Linked DNA regions of Sus scrofa: region 2 is linked to region 1. The links are chromatin contacts, called in public HiChIP or PLAC-seq maps. All regions are on one chromosome and are shown on one strand. Each heading gives the region's core, a stretch centred on a gene start, on an enhancer-like site or on the middle of the called end of the contact. The rest is flanking DNA. Distances are from core to core; before and after follow the strand shown.

Evidence for each region. HiChIP or PLAC-seq counts read pairs in DNA pulled down with a chosen protein or histone mark.
Region 2: a contact with region 1 is called in an H3K27ac HiChIP or PLAC-seq map of skeletal muscle. The contact joins two enhancer-like sites. A contact is called at or near these places in 1 of 47 Hi-C or Micro-C datasets (skeletal muscle) and 1 of 2 datasets of contacts at active chromatin or transcription factors (skeletal muscle).

The regions. Positions count from the first base shown.
Region 1 is chr13:180,509,841-180,515,938 of Sscrofa11.1, reverse strand. No RefSeq gene overlaps it. Among named protein-coding and RNA genes, the nearest start is that of USP25, 58 kb to the left of the region's middle. Within about 2 kb of position 1,443, at least 7 of the 83 cell types and tissues checked have an H3K27ac peak or open chromatin away from gene starts, as enhancers often do. A contact at or near this core is called in skeletal muscle, where this site is marked.
Region 2 is chr13:180,659,866-180,665,627 of Sscrofa11.1, reverse strand. USP25 (ubiquitin carboxyl-terminal hydrolase 25) reads right to left here. Exons shown (of 24, transcript XM_021070825.1): 13 at 5,370-5,531; 14 at 4,528-4,754; 15 at 1,678-1,748; 16 at 1-202. Among named protein-coding and RNA genes, the nearest start is that of USP25, 92 kb to the right of the region's middle. Within about 2 kb of position 4,282, at least 5 of the 83 cell types and tissues checked have an H3K27ac peak or open chromatin away from gene starts, as enhancers often do. A contact at or near this core is called in skeletal muscle, where this site is marked.

The sequences.
Region 1 (6,098 bases), core at 194-2,693:
TTACATTCCCACCAACAGTGCAGGAGGGTTCCCTTTTCTCCACACCCCCTCCAGCACTTGTTATTTGTGGACTTATTAATGATGGCCATTCTGACTGGTGTCAAGCTTGATTTTGACTCTTTGTCCTTATTGGTAAATTTTATTGCAGACCCTTGATGTGAATTTTTGTTATTGTTTATATTTATATTGTATTGATTGTACACTGACTGAAATTGGATGAAATAATCCATTATTTCCCACATTGGTACCCTTGATTAATACAGTATCCAAACTACTAGAATTTTTTTTTTTGGAAAAGCAATAGAACTTGTTTCAACATTATTTTCATGTGAGCCAAGTTTCTGGTAGGAAAACCATAACTAGCCAATGGGAAAACACTCAATGGAGTAAAGCGTGTATACCACAAACCAGGCCAAGGTATATGCCGCTGTGACCTAGCAAGTTCCTCCTGGTTATTTGGCAGAACATCAGTCAGCCAGACACCGTGAATGGTATGCCATCAATAGCTGGTTTGTATCAAGGTGGGGCTGAAATTCAGGTGGTACATTGTTTTGCAGGTACAGGTCATTAAAATCATGAAATACTTGTTAATGCCTCGGTCATCCCAGCCCTTCCCCTGGTCTCCCAGTTCTTCTAGGGCTCTTTTCCAATGCTCTCACCTGGGTCCACTTTAACTGGTCATTTCCTATGTTGTTCCAGTTGTTAATATTTATTTATTTATTTATTTATTTATTTTTGTCTTTTCTAGGGCCGCACCCGGGGCATACGGAGGTTCCCAGGCTAGGGGTCTAATCGGAGCTATAGTGCTGGCCTCTGCCAGAGCCACAGCAACGTGAGATCCAAGCCATGTCTGTGACCTACACCACAGCTCACAGCAATGCCGGATCCTTAACCCACTGAGCAAGGCCAGGGTTTGAACCGGCAACCTCATGGTTCCTAGTCGGATTTGTTAACCACTGCACCATGACGGGAACTCTGAGTTGTTAATTTTTTTTCACACCATCCTTGGATCTAAGTCTTAACAGCCTTTGTAGGTTGATATATACTATGCTGATTTTTTTTTTCAAAGAAAATTTCCCACTGTTAATAAGTGAATACAACTGTGACTTCAGCCTAGTATTTGACTTAGCTGATTCCTTGTACTTTGACAGCTCTTCCACATCATGGTGGGAAAATGGTTCTGTCCTTCTCCGAAAGGAGTGGGGAGGCAGGCATCAGGCGCCTCTCTGCCAACCTCCCCCAGTAATGCTAACCTGTTCCCTGTCATCAGGATTCATGGGAGGTGTCCCCAAACATTTTGACACTCAGCTCACAAACAGGTAAAGTAACTCTCTTCGGATTGCAGTTGGGCAATTCTGCCCTTTATATATAAACAGTTACTGATTCCCTCTTTGGAAAGAGCTCTGCTTTGGCTGCTTTGGGAATGAAGTCACCGGCTACTCAGCTCAGAGCAGGAGTAGCCTGCTGACTTTGTCAGGGACAGTAGAAACTCCAGTCCTTCCTCTGCTCCTCAAAGTCCTCACTATTCTGTCCCTCTCCACCCTCTCTCCTTCATCCCACGGCCCCTCCCCGCCCAACCAGCCCTGCCCATGCTCCCATAGCCACAGGTGTGTTGAAGGTAGCGGGAGTTAAATGAATGGGGGGAAGACAAAGGAAAAGTAAGGAAGATGTGCTTACTGAGATCTCTGGAAGCATATACCTCGGGCTTTGCTTTTTATTGAAACTGAAGTCTTTAGCACACATCTCCCCACCCTCCCCATCTGACTCCAGTTCCTGCCTTCTGTCCCTTCAATACCAATATCTCATACTTATTACCATATAAAGGAGGTACATTTTCCCAATTTGAAAATGTCCTCATTCTAAGCAAGTACATTTTCCTTTCAAATAATGAATGCATGAATCCCTGTGTTCTCTGGGCTGGTCATGATATGATCTTATAGATTAATGTCATACTATTTTGTTTGGGCAGATAGTCCAATCTGTTTGCCTTCTCTAAATACACAAGATACTTCATCATACAGGCAGTTGAGTGGGTGGGTGGAGAGAGTGACAGGGAAAAATGAGCCTTGGAGTTTCCTGGTGACTCAGCTGGTTAAGGATCCAGCATCATCCAGGCAGAGGCTTGGTGGCTGCTATTGTGTGGGTTGGATCCCTGGCCCAGGAACTTCTAAATGACTGGGTGTGGCCAAAACAACAACAACAAAAAGAGCTTTTAACAGTTAAGCAAAATGAACGAGCTACATGGGTATTGATGCAGTGTTGACCCGAGTGGTGTGTGGTCACCATAGGCGTACCTTTTGACCCCGTCTAGGTTTTCAGTGCTGTCAGTAGAGTAGCAATGGAGACTACAAATCACCTCCTAAAAATGTTCTGGCTCATGTCCATCTTGGAATAGAGAAGTCAGAAAGGAGACTTTCTGGGCTTTGGGAGAACACAAGAATTATTCATGAAAGGGATCAGCAAATATTCAGGAAGTAAAACAGAGGGGTTAGGATCCAGACAGGAAGATGCCACCAGAGATAGTATAGTCTCTTGGGGTGAGTAGCTCTAATAACTATGAAATCTGTTGTGCTAGAATATCTGAGTCAAGAGGTCTAGAGGTCTAGCATTCCATAGGCCTGAGATTCCAAAACAGTAGCAGCTAATCCCCACTCAATCCCCTTGAAATTTCATCCCTTCGTAATCCACAATCTATTCTCAAATGCTTTGCATCAACGTTTGACGTAGGAAGCTATAAATTATCTGTGGATATTCAGATTTGTGCTTATGTACAGTATTTGCTGATTTTTTCGAGTTGAACTTAATTCCATAAATTGGAGTTAAATCAGGACCAGGATATTAATAATGTGAGTCAAAGCATGGTGTGCTGCAGTCCAGAGGTCAAGTCTGAAAGGTCATTTGAGGAATGGCGTTATTAATTTTCAGTATATTCATGAGGGAAATAGATGATTGGCTAATTATATCTTATTGGTGTAATAATTCACAACTTAAATTGACATGCTTTTAAAAATCACATTATCTGAACCAGAGCTATTTATATGTTTGAGTGTGTGTGTGTGCAGTGTTTCAAGGTCCCAGAAAGAAAAATGTGTCATCCTAGCTTTAGTTTAGCAGCATAAAAAATAAACTTAACAATGTCTGAATATTTACAGTAAACTTCTGTTTCAAACATACAGGATCTTACTTTAATAATGAATTTCATTTAAGGTTGTATTTCAAAAATAGTATTTGGGAGTTCCTATTGTGGCTCAGTGGTAATGAATCCAAGTAGTATCCATGAGGGTTGGTTCAATCCCTGACCCTGCTCAGTGCAGTGTTGCTGCAAGCTGAGTTATAAGTCACACATGAAGCTCAGATCTAGCATTGCTGTGACTGTGGTGTAGGCCAGTAGCTGCAGCTCCAATTCAACCCCTAGCCTGGGAACTTCCATATGACACATGTGCAGGCACAAAAAGTGAAAACAAAACAAAACAAAACAAAAAACATTGAAGCTACATGGGGAAAACATAGGATGACTTTTAAACTGGACTATATATAAATGATAAGCACAGGCAATATAGAGGCATGTTAATGCAATAATAATTATTTCTAGGTTCCTCTTAGAGTTACATAATTATCAATAGTTTTTTAAAAAATTAAAACACAGGCAAAGAAGTCACTGTCAATGATTCATCTTTGAAGACATTATAACATCAAATGCAAATTAAATAGGAGTTTCTCAGTATAAAAAGAGAGTTAATCACCAGTCTTTGTAAAAATTTGAAAATCACATTTGCTTTACCAAATCTCATCCAGAGAGCTAAACCAAAGACAAACAAAAACAACCAAAAAGAAAACTAGTTCAATAAGTAATTGTAATTGATCATTTTTCGGTTAAGCAATACTGATTATTTGCTCAGATTTATTGTGAAGTCTTCTTTTTGTTTTGGAAGTTATTTTATTTTATTTACTTTTTTTGCTTTTTAGGGATGCACCCACGGCTTATGGAGTTTCCCAGGATAGGGGTCTAATTGGAGCTACAGCTGCCGGCCTACACCATAGCCACAGCAATGTGGGATCTGAGCCATGTCTGTGACCTACACCACAGCTCACAGCAACACTGGATCCTGAACACACTGAGCGAGGCCAGGGATCAAACCCACAACCTTATGGTTCCCAGTTGAATTTGTTTCCACTGAGCCATGACGGGAACTCCTGGAAGCTAAATTTTAATGCGTTTGGGGAAAAAAGGGGAAGCTGAATTAAAGCCCTCCTGCTCCTGGCAGATAATTAAAAAATTGCTCAGCCTTGAAGAGTACTTGGGAAAAAGAGAATCTTTCCATTTGTTTTTTCATTCAGTTAGTTGAAGTATAGATTATGGTCCAGCGTTAAAATGTTGAGTGAGGAGTTGCTTTTTCCACTGATTATTTATTTTAAAAATAAAAACTCAGTAATTCCACCATATAGGTATACTGCATTCTATAATTTGAAAGACCATTTCTACTTGTACTATTATTTTAACCTTATATTACCTTTTTGAGACTAAGTTGTGGTAGGCTCCTGGTCTTCTATCTCTTATCACTATTTTATTCTAGTTAGATAACTTGGTATGTCTGGAGATTATTAGGTCCTTTTTACAGACAGGGCAAGCAAAAACCTTGTTTTCATGAGATTTTCATGGTACTCATTTTCTTGTTAAAGTCGCATTTTATAGAAAAAGCGAAATTCATTCTAAACAATGCTATGATGAGTGATATAATCTAGTGAATAAGATTTAAAACGTTTTGAGTATATAAATGAAAATAAGAATAGTACTGAAGGTATTCAGAGCTGATATTGAGTGAAAACACTGTCTATTGCTGATCTACGGCTTTAATTTTCTTATAAAAATTTGCATTTATAAAAAAGAATTTTAAAAGTAATGTACGTGAGTGATGTTCTATGACTTAAAAAGAATCCATTTAGAACATAATCTGACTGTGTGTATCCAGAATCTGTATATTCCTATGATCGTGCTTTTAAAAATATGGGAAGGTAGTTGAGAAAAATTTCTCCTTTCCCTATTCATATGAGCCAACCACACATTTTAAAACTTATTTTCAACTAATTTTATTCTAATTTTACCTGCCTACCATTCTTCCATATATCCTTGTCCTACATGTGTTATTTATTAATGCTTTGGTACTCTTAAAATTTTTTGTTTTATCTTAAAAGAAATATGTATTGCTTTTTAAACTTTATTATTATTATTATTATTTTTTTTGTCTTTTTGCCATTTCTTGGGCCGCTCCCGCAGCATATGGATGTTCCCAGGCTAGGGGTTCAATCAGAGCTGTAGCGGCTGGCCTACACCAGAGCCACAGCAACACGGGATCCAAGCCGTGTCTGCAACCTGCACCACAGCTCACGGCAACACTGGATCCTTAACCCACTAAGCAAGGCCAGGGATCAAACCCGCAACCTCATGGTTCCTAGTCGGATTCGTTAACCACTGAGCCATGACGGGAACTCCTGCTTTTTTAACTTTTTTATTTTTTAATTTTTTTGTCTTTTTGCCTTTTCTTGGGTCACTCCCACGGCATATGGCATATGGAGGTTCCCAGGATAGGGGTCTAATCGGAGTTGTAGCCACTGGCTTATGCCAGAGCCACAGCAACGTGGGATCCAAGCCGCCTCTGCAAACTACACCACAGCTCATGGAAGCAGTGGATCCTTAACTCACTGAGCAAGGCCAGGGATCAAACCTGCAACCTCATGGTTCCTAGTTGGATTCGTTAACCACTGCGCCACAACGGGAACTCTGCTTTTTTAACTTTAAAATGTCTGTTTGGAAAAGGAGAAGAATCTCAAGGAAATAAAGACATTCAAATTTCTGTTATCCAGAGATAGTCATTTGATTTTGATGTATTTCTAAACTGAGATAATATTTCATAGCATCTGTCATTTAAAACTATTAAAAAGTGAACATTCTAAAATATATCAGGATTTTTGATGTATCACTACTTCTTTGGGTAATCAATTTGAAGCAATCAATTTTTTTGATTCAATAAATGTACAAGAGAATCAATTTTAGAACATAATTTCTTCACATTTACTATAGAAGTATATGTTATTTTTCC
Region 2 (5,762 bases), core at 3,033-5,532, 150 kb before region 1:
TTATATACATTAAACAGTATGCACTGGCATTTCTATAACCACCAAAGGAATCCCTCACTAGCTCTTCCCATGATGATTTTGTTACAGCAATATCATTGTACTTCATCCACCTGTTTTCACGATGATCAAAAATGTATGCCCAGTAGTGCCCGGCATTAGCTTGGCCTTCATGAACTAAAACAGCATGTAAACGATAAGGAACCTAGATGTGAAAACAGAAGAGTTAAATTGCAGTTAGGTAATCTATTATGCCACATTCCATGAAAGTCACAAACCATCAGACTGGAGGATTCTATAAGGATATATGTTTTTTAACAAGAGTAAGTTGGCTAGAATTAAAGTTTTGAAAAAATTAAACTATGAAATAGAAGATGAGGGCGGGGGTGGGGGGAGGATAAGCAAACTAAATACATGTAAAACAGACAAGTGTATAAAGAGGATGATTTTTAAAACTTTGGAAACGTATTTTGTTGACCTATTTATTTCTTTCAAACAAAGAATTGTGAAGAAATATACAGCACATTGTCTAAGTCTTCACAATTATAAACTGATGGATGAGTTCAGCAAAATGGCTTCTATAATGTACCTCAGATGTTAAAATATAATTGAGCCTTTTACTTTCTCCCATAACCTTAATATTCCTTTTTTTTTTTTTTTGGCCATACCTACAGTACATGGAAGTTCCCAGGCCAGAGTTCAAATCCAAGTTACAGCTGTGACCTACGCCTATGTAGCAATGCCAAATCGTTAACCCACTGTGCTAGTGCCAGGCCAGGGATCAAACCCACAATGCCACAAAAACAACACCAGAATCTTAATGCCAGATGCGCCACAGCAGCAATTCCTTTTATTTCCTTTTTTAAAAAACATATTCTTAGCAATCATATAATTTCTCCCATAGGATTTTTTTTTTAAATATTAAGGCCTTCTGGAAGTTTTTGATAAATTTTATTATAAAAGAATAAAAAGGTAGGTAAGAGGGAGTTCCTATCATGGCTCAGCAGAAATGAATCTGACTAGTATCCATGAGGATGTAGTTCAATCCCCGGCCTCGCTCAGTGGGTTAAGGATCCAGAGCTGCCATAAGCTATGGCATAGGCTGCAGAGGTGGCTCGGATCCCGCACTGCTGTGACATGGGCTGGCAGCTGCAGCTCTGATTCGATCCCCTAGCCTGGGAACCTCCATATGCCACGGTATGGCTGTGAAGAAAAAAAAAGACAAAACGGCAATAAATCCAGTATGAGAATACAACTGAATGAGGAAAATACTAATACAAAATATTTAAGTTCAGCAATTTCATAACAAAATGTATAAGAGAATTAAGATAAACATCAGGAGTTCCCGTGGTGGTGCAGTGGTTAACGAATCCAACTAGGAACCATGAGGTTGCGGGTTCGGTCCCTGCCCTTGCTCAGTGGGTTAAGGATCCGGCGTTGCTGTGAGCTGTGGGGTAGGTTGCAGACACGGCTCTGATCCCGCGTTGCTGTGGCTCTGGCGTAGGCCAGTGGCTACAGCTCCGATTAGACCCCTAGCCTGGGAACCTCCATATGCCGCAGGAGCGGCCCAAGAAATAGCAAAAAAAGACCAAAAAAAAAAAAAAAAAAGATAAATATCAAAGATAAATTAAAATATGTAAATGATTATGATAATGCTTACTAGCTCAAAAGTCAACTTACCTGTATCATAGATTTGTCAGAGTACATTAGTTCAATTGTGCGATGGATTCTGGATATGCTTTCCTGCAAATCTAAGGACAAAAGATGTCATTTAATGATTAACACCAAGTATATTTTTACTGAGACCTATAAGTAGGGAATAAAGGTTTTCCTACCAATATGTTAGAGAAATGGCGAAAACTTCCTAAAACTGTTTTTAAAAACATTACTATTTGGAATCTGTATAAAATGAAATTTAGTTCTCCTTAATGAATGATAACAGCACAAATGAAAAATTAAAAACCAAACAAATATGGTTCATTTAAAAAAATGTGCAGAGCCAATAAATAAAGGAAGGTTTCAACGAAAATTAAAGCTAAACTCCCCACATATTTGTATTAAACACAAAAACTTTAGAATGAATTAACTGCACCACATATCATGCACACACACACATACACCTGAATAAAAATCCACCATAATCACCACTGGAAATAAAGTTATGAGACTCTCATTATTGTTTCTATTTTCAGTAGAAAACTATCTCATCTAATTACTCAGAGGTAGGGATAACTATATTATCCGTAATTATTAAAAACAAAACAAAACTGGAGACAACCTAAATATCTCTCAATTGGGAAATGGTCAAATTATAGTATAACCACACTATACTATTAAGATGTTAAAAACAATCAGGAAAAAAAACATCAAAGACTACAGAAAATTTAGTAAATTTAGAGTAGAGAAAGGCCTTTTTAAGCCTGATAGAAAATCCAATAACCATAAATTAAAAGATAAGACTACCTCCCCAAATTTAAGAAAATCTATATTATAAAAACAAAAATCAACATAAAGAAAGTCAAATGACAAACTGGAAAAATATTATTTGTGGCCTACACTACAACCAACAGGTTAATACCCATAGCATTAAAGTTACTATTAAGCAATAATATAAAGACAAAGGGCTCCATATAAAACCATAACTGTCACATATAAAAAATGCATAGAAAAATAGAATTTCACTCATAATTAATGAAATGCAACCAAAACACTGAAATACCATTTTCATTTCAACTGAAACTGCTACAGATTTAAAAGTACCTAGGGCTAGGGACAATACTGGGAAACAGGTTCTCTTACACACAATTAGTGAGAATATAAACTGGTTCAATGTTTGGGGGGGGAGATTTTTAAATAGTCAAAATTTAAAATATATAAACTTTGGATCGGAAAGGACATTTTTAATATATTCTACTCAAAAAGTAGGTTAATATGCATGTAGAAGGCCAGCACTATGGGTAGTGAATAACAATACAGAAATTAAATGAATTACATCTACTCCTGTATCGGGATACTAAATAACGGTTTATAATGCTAACAGCAAATACTAACAGGGACAAAAGGGAGGGAACAAACATTCCAAGCGAAATCTTACTTGATCCACAGTATTATAGGTTCAGAACCTTATGACATGAATGTCTCTCAAGTTCCTCTAACTTAAAATGGCCAAAAGGGGACTCATCGTATTCCTACTTCTTTCCACAAGGTGAAGGCCTGCTCGCCCACCAGTTTGCCCTTTTCCAAAGTGCATTCTATCTGTGTGGTTATTCACACCATTATGAAGAACTACAGGAACCTTCCCCAACCCCCTCTTGTCAATGACTCAAATCTGTCAGTTGTCTTCAAAGAATACAAGAAATTCATTTCTTTCCTCCCTCAATGCCACTACCTTGGTGCCAAAGCTACCTTCTTAGCTTTTCAGCCTTCTGAATATAATCTTATAAAACAAACACAACCTGCCCAGTCCAGTAGAAAATTATCCAACACCTAGCATAGCATTCAGGAAAAACTGTGTGCTTAACTAATCTTTACCAATGATTTCAAACATAAAAAATTCTCATATATGAAAAATACTACAGGAACTCTTCACAGTTACGAATGCTGTTAGTTGCCACCATACCCTATTTACTCCCTATTAAATCAGGACTGCTCTTTATTTGTGTCTTGTCTATAAAGCATCTAGCTGGTCTTCCAAAAATCTAGCAACTGATATTGTTTAGCACAATTCCAACATTTGTATAAAACAGTAACTCCTACATTTGTCTTTCTTCACAGATCAACAGACTTAGGATAAAACTGGGGAGGAATAATAGGGTATTACATTCTGACATGAAAGCAAAATTATGGTAAAATCTACCACAACATATTAATATTGATTCAATTTTTTTTCAAAAAGATTTTTGATAACAGTAAAGTAGGACGGAGATATAAAAGAGAGTTCCTTCGAAGAATCGAGAGACGGCAACTTAACAATAACATACAACACCCCCCAACCCCGCCCCAGAGCAATGTCCTTTTTTTTCTTATTTTGCTACATGTCAGACAAAACTTGTTACAGACAGGCACCGAGCTAAAAGATCATATTTGGAAATCTGCTAGAGCAGACTAAAGTTAAAATTCACATTTCCAATCCTTAACCTAATAAAAAAATTTTGAACACCTGAACTCACTGTGAAACTTCAAGGGAAGTACACAACTGGTAAATACAAAATGTGATCCTGTGTAATGTTTCGCCAATGGAGTACCTGTGAATACCAGTTTGATATAAATTTAGAGCAACAAACTAGAAAATTAGACCATCTGTTAGGTCATTAATCAGCTACGTAATCCAAGGAAAGTCTTTTGGTCTCTCTGAACCTGATATTAAAATCATAAAAATGAAAGCCAAACTGCTTGATCTTAAAGAAAACACTTTCTAGAAAAACAAAACAAAACAACTTTAAATATTTACATATGTGATTTCTCTTCTCAATGTTAACATTAATCGTATCCATTTCAGGTGAGAGAGTTATGCTATGAGAAGCTTCTTACCTCTGGTGTCATTTTCTATTTCTGTCCTCCAGCGATGTAAACAGCTTTCTAGCACAGAGAGTTCTTCTTCTGTTATATGCCTTGGTGCTGGATGCATGGGCAAGTCTGGAGGTATCCGAGACTGAGTGAATGGTTTATGTATTACTGATCTCGATGAAATGGCAGCTATCGATGCAGGCGATGTGCTTGGCAGCTCTGAAGAAGGAGCTCCCTGCTGATCTGTTGTGCTATTTTTTTTTAAAGCATAAAATATTTACTATTGAACCTTCCAAACTGAAGCTCAGGACAAAGACTATGTCAAACACAAGCATTAAACTGGCTTATAATTTCAAAAGGAAAAGGTTTTCTTAAAAAAAGAAATATGTAGGTTAATCTAATGTCCTAATGAAATTCTTAATATATGGAACTACATCTTTGTAAGAATAAAACTGAGGTTTTGAACTATGGTAGAAATGGTGTGATCGTATTTATGTAAATGAATCTTACATAAACCGGAACTATAAAAACCTTCCCTTCCTAATACTTCCTGCTCATGTTACAAAAAAAGTTTCTAACTAAACAGTAGTATTTTCACAGATAAAAGGTTGATGCATATAATATATGAAAACAACCTAAAGTATAAGTCTGATGAAAATTTCAACCTACAACTATAAAATGAATTGAAACAGCGAAATAAGAAAGCACGTGGGAGACATAATATCTTCTAAGTGAATCTAATCTTTTTAGAGTTCCCTGAAATAAATCAAAACATATATTTTATAAAGCCTTCTTTAAAGGTATTCATTACATTATTGTACAATACAGTAACATAGCTATGGCTTCTATGAAGAAAACTTTTTTACCTTGGTAACGTCTGTGATGGTATGGAACCACTAGATGGGGAACTAGCGTCAATATCATCAACAGGAGAAGTGCAAACGGGTTTACTTGAGGCAAATTCCAAGGCATACTGCAGAACATCTACCAAGGGGAATCGTTTGGGACCTGAACCATAGCTTAAATACCTGTTAACCATAAAATATATACATGCTTTCAATTATACATAAACCACATTTGTGTTTTTAATAATTATAAAACATGACAAAAACACTTCGATGCATCTTCCTCAACAATGAAAATAATTTTGCTTTATTCAAATAAAGATGGTAAAACTGAATATACACTCAAGAAATAAATGTTCTCCAAAGGAACAAAACTAAATATGATTAAGACAATGTGTGCATATACTGTTATAA